2 separate regions of the Gasterosteus aculeatus genome follow, and region 2 is linked to region 1. A link is a contact called in public Hi-C data. All regions are on one chromosome and are shown on one strand. The core of a region is the stretch at or near the end of the contact, and the rest is flanking DNA. Distances in the headings are between cores, read along the strand shown.

Region 1 (2,627 bases), core at 34-2,533:
TTGGATTTTTCAGTGTTTCTTGTTGCAGTATTTAATTGTTACATTTATTAATTGATATTTAGCGTACACCTCTAATGAGCAGCACGACACGGTGTCCTCTCACTTTTGATGATGTTCTTGCATGAATTAGTTTTGTTTTTATTACTGCTTCTTCAGTGTAAATCAGTCTGCTTACCGTCTCAGTGATATTCTATTTGTGACCAAAGAAGGTATCAGCTTTTTGGACATGATGTGATAAATATCAATAAGCTCTATATGTATTTGAAAGGTAAATCATGTCTCTGTCTGATGTTACATCTCATTAATTTATGTCACACCAACACATGTAATTGTTGTGGTTATTTGAACAATGATGTCGTCTTTGTGCAAAGTTAAAATAAAATGATATATAAATACATTAATTGTCAATCTTTTTTTACTTTTCTGTCCGTTTCTAACCATCTCATTCGTTGACATGCTCAAGTACATAACAACACTTACGAATAATTCAATAATGAGCCGGGTGTGATCGGCTCAAATGATAAATATTCAAATCACAGTATATCAGTATATTATGACGTTATACGTGAAGGTATTTCCCCGATTGTCCTCTGGCGCCGTAATGACGTCACTATTTAGCTCAGGTTGACAAGCGTCACAGATGACGCGACCAAAGCCGACAAACACCTGCGCTGCAACTTTCGCCAACTGGCTGTGAACCCGCTCCGTAAAGACGGGTACACCACAGAGTTAGATGACCGGAATAAGACTGACTGATGAGTTATGATGTGGACCGAAAACAAAGAACGACTCGTTTTTCCGTCATTCAATTGAGAAACCAAGAACCAAAACCCAAGTCGAAAAACGACATTTATTTTGAAAGTTTGTAACCCGGAGGTTTTGTGACCCAAATGACTTCTTCGTTTATTCGTGAAACCCATTTTAGCCACAAAAATAGAAGGGTCTAGAACAGGGGTGTCAAACTCAATTGCACAGGGGGCCAAAATTCAAAACACACTTCAGGTCGCGGGCCGAACAGAATAAACAGAATGTATATATATTAGGGCTGTCAAAAATAGCGCGTTAACGACGTTAATTAGTTGTTTGTTGTTAATTCCGTCTATTTTTCTAACACAATTCACGCATGCGCAGTGGGACAAATTAGCAGGTCAGGAAAGTACCTCTTCCTCTAGGGAATGCACTTCATCTTATAGAACACATTACTGCCACCTGCAGGCATAAATCAGTACTCATCACAATAGATACTCACTAGGGAGGTGCCGTGCCGTTGGGAGCTAGAGGCGAGATGTAACAAGGAGTTTCAATTTCACCGGAGCTGTTCAAGCTTGAACTACCATGTCAACGACAAAGTGTTTGCTGGGACGTCAGGTTCAGCGAGTCGTTTGCGCCAGTCCACGCTGAATGTTCGGAGACCATTAACAAAATCAACCTCAGATAATTTGACCAACACAATAGCGAAATGGATCGCAAAGGATTGTCGACACAATAGCATTGTAGAAGACTCAGGTTTCCTTGATGTTTTGCAAGTGGCGTCTCCGGACTCATCCTATGAGCCGAAAATGACGAAAATCCACGAGTGCTATGAAAACGAAAAAGAAAAAAGGAACATCAGTGAGTAACAACAATTACCTCGGTGTGGTAGAGGTGGAGCGAGCGCAGCAACGGCTGCCTGCGCGCAGAAAACCAGTTTGTGGAGAGGGCACCTGAGTAAACTGCGTGCACGGAATATGTTTTTCTTTGCTAAAATATGGTTCTCTGTGCTCAAAACTTTAAATTACGCGCTCAGGATTGTGGCACAAATATAACGCCATAGACGACAACAATTGGGACTGACAGTGCGCGCAACATGGTTGCCGCAATTAGATTTCCACGCTATGAACACAATAACTGTGTCGCTCACATGGTGCAGAGAAGTGTCACAGTGAGTCTTGCTGACAGCGGCTTTGTAAATTCTTTGGCCAAGGCTCGCAAAGTTGTCGGTCATTTTAAGCACAGCCCAGCAAACGCTGCGGAGCTTCAAGCACAACAAGTCAGCCTGGGAAAGAAGCAGGAGCCACTGATCCAGGATGTTCTTTGGTTTGATTTAAAAGTTGAAAATGTTTTTTTCTACATAAAAACGCAACACATGACTCAAATTGTGCAAACATGTGGTTGACCACTGTTATGATTTGACTACATTTATTGCTTTCTGTTCTGAATGTTCTGAAAGTGATTAATCCTGATTCTCATTAATTGATTAAACATTTTAATCATTTGACAGCCTAAACAGCATTTGACAGCCTAATATATATATATATATATATATAAAAATAAAAATTGTGCTTTTCAGAAATAACAAATAACAATGCAAAACATTCTGTTTTCTTTGCTCTTATGCCATTTTATCAGAGCTGGATGCTTTGCATCGTTTTTTGGCAAGAAGTTGGTTTGTTTGGCGTGAGGTCCCGTGTTGTGGAGACTCTCAGGATGGACTGAAAGTGCTCATCAGTGAGACGACTCCTGTGTGCTGTTTTTTTGTCTTCACTGAGAACAGCTTCTCACCCAGATATGTGCTACCAAACACGCACAAAGTTCGAGCCGCATGTAGACGGAGCTGTGTCGGACGAACAGTGTCGTACTTTGTCTTT
Region 2 (2,627 bases), core at 81-2,580, 650 kb before region 1:
CCCACCTGGAAGAAAAGCACGGTGATCGACAGCTCCACACACTGAAGGCAACCTGCTGACCCACCTCTTCTGACGGCGTGACCACATAGGGAGGGTTGAAGAGAAGCACGTCCACCGTCCCACTTAAGCGGGGCAGGAGGCCCTCCACCTAGAGGAGAGGGAGGAGTCAGATCCCCGCACCGGAAACACGTGATTGGGAGCCTGCGTGACTCTCACCAAGGACGTGATGACGGGCTGCAGCGGAGCATCGTTGCAGGAAGCGGTCTTCGCTGTGCACTGCGCCGCCGCGGGGTTCACGTCGGTGCAGCTGCACGGGAGACGCGCACATTTATAAGGTGGTGCGATGACTCTTCTCGATGCATGTTTGATGTCTTCGCGTGCGTAACTCACAGATAAAGCGCGCCAGGTCCGACTAAGGACGCCAGGAAAGCGGACACCACTCCCGAGCCGCTGCCCACCTCCACACACACACACGGGCTGCAAACGGCCACATTTAAACATCGGGAAAACACAGGCGACGGACGTTGAAATGATGAGGTGACGGCGGTGGGAAAGCGTCTGACCCCATCTGCTGCAGCAGCTCTGCGTCTTTCTCCAGCGCGTCAATCAGGAGGAACGAGTCCTCGGCCGGCTCGTAAACATCGCGGAAGTCTCCCCGTCCGGCGTGGGAGTAAACCGGCGTCAACATTAGGCACGTGTCGCAGGTAGACACCGCTTCTGCTTGTGTTTTCTGTAAAAAGAAGAGAATCAACGGCGAGCTGAAGCGTGTTGGCTAAGCAGCACGTTCCACTTCCGTGTAGCTAATTCTACGTCACGATGACGTAAATGAACGCTTTCCTAAAGGGGACGTCAGTAGACTCGGGAAACTGACAACGTCCGCAGGACATGAACTTATATCCACCCGTTCTATGATTTTCTTCAACGCGCCATTTGACCATTTAGACATAAATAGAAATATGTAAGGCAGAAAAAAGGGCTATAAATGCCAAAAGGTACTATACATACAGCTTAAAGCAATTAGTTCACTTCTTCATTCAAAAGATGCTTGTCAATGCCACCTAAACTCTGGGCATGTCCCCTTCTCTGTTTGCATAACCCCCAGGCTCAACTTGTCTGAAACAACCAGTGGGGACAAAGCCCCCACTACTACCTCCACGGTAGCGCACACAAGACCTGGCAGTGGTGGGATTTGAACCCACTAGCACCTACAGAGGTTTTGGGCCCCTGCACCACTACGCCACCAGTCCTGCTCACACTAGATAAACTTTGTTTCTCCTATTTAACCGTGAGAAGGTGAATTTAACCTCAAAACTCTTTCAAACACTAAGACTCATTTCCACAAGTGGGCTTGAACCCACAACCTACAACGGAGGTTGGAGACAGATGCTTTGCTTCTGCGCCACCTCATCTCACATTGATCTGGATCTCATTTCTACTATTTAACCTTCAGCTTGCGAGTTAAACCTCAAAACTCTTTCAAACACTAAGACTCATCCCCATGACTGGGCTTAAACCCACAGCAGCAAGTCAGAGAGATTGAATCCAAAACTGCACTCATGTGCTCCATCTGAGAGAGAGGGGGTTTGAACCAAGGACCCTCCACACCTCAGTCTCGCAGCTGCTCCCCTGAGCTATTCCACCGCACACTGCATAATTCTGGTGATTGTGGAGTCATCAAGTCGAACCTCAATACTCTTCTTCAGATTCTAAAGTTGGAAGCCACTACCACTCCGTACTATTATAATAGTACTGCGGTTAAAATAAGGTCATAGTACTGATGCGTGAGAGGATCAGTCCCGACTCCCCTGTGGAGCAAACCCGTCTGAGGATTCTCCGAGGTTCCTCCTCAGCAGAGTGGAGAACAAATCCCAGAAGAAATAAACACGTTTGACCTTCAGGGATCAGCTCACTCGGATGAGTAGCTGACTCTTAACACACGGCACCCGGAGGAGAAAGGATGGAATCCCAAGTGTGGCTCAGGAACGTCTGCTCTGATTCCACCTTGTCGGTTCCACAGAGCAAGTTTGGTAAAATCACCATAGCAACACAACGAAAAACTTTGGTGAACAACAAACCGAGCCGAGCTCTGACTGTCTCTCATCCTGTACATTTCTCTAGCGTTGTGCTCTTCGTAAGTTCTGTTTGTTTTGCCCGTAATAAACTTTCACTGCTTCAATTCATCAAATTTCTTATTATAAATAAGACATACACAGAAATGACAAGAGTTGAGATAATTATTTCCACTTGCATGATCTCATCGGATGATGCATTCCATGAAGCCTCGCAGCCATGTAGCCTTGCAGCGGGCGGTGTTAGTGTTTGATTGCATGATTATTCGATTCAATTAATACGACAGAAATCATTCAATTAGACACGTTATGATCAACGTCTCCTTCAGAAGATTCTTAAAGGTTTATTTCAGAGGTTTTATGCGTTACAGATCTGCGGTGCAAACAATTAGCTCAGTTAGCAGCCTGCTCACAGGACATGTGGTGTCCTTCAGGGTTTGTTTGTACACACAACAGCCTCAGAGAGCAATGAAGCTGTGTTGCAAAACACCACCAAAGAGACGGTGAAGGAGCCAAATAAACTGAAAACGGAAGACTTACTGAAACCACGTTCTGAAG

What was found. Hi-C and Micro-C count contacts between places; a contact is called where the count stands out from the background.
Region 2: a Hi-C map of blood and trunk muscle shows a contact between it and region 1, with 19 times the contacts expected there. The contact joins the promoter of hemk2 here to the enhancer-like site in region 1. A contact is called at or near these places in 2 of 6 Hi-C or Micro-C datasets (blood and trunk muscle and skeletal muscle).

The regions. Positions count from the first base shown.
Region 1 is chr1:27,266,562-27,269,188 of fGasAcu3.hap1.1, reverse strand. No RefSeq gene overlaps it. Among protein-coding and RNA genes, the nearest start is that of LOC120826872, 8.1 kb to the left of the region's middle. Within about 2 kb of position 1,283, at least 2 of the 9 cell types and tissues checked have open chromatin away from gene starts, as enhancers often do.
Region 2 is chr1:27,914,577-27,917,203 of fGasAcu3.hap1.1, reverse strand. It overlaps hemk2 (HemK methyltransferase 2, ETF1 glutamine and histone H4 lysine), which reads right to left and starts at 1,330. Exons shown (of 6, transcript XM_040172232.2): 1 at 564-1,330; 2 at 391-477; 3 at 217-307; 4 at 65-148; 5 at 1-5. The coding sequence starts at 688. LOC120816559 (protein jagunal homolog 1-B) reads right to left here. Exons shown (of 4, transcript XM_040172264.2): 4 at 2,377-2,627.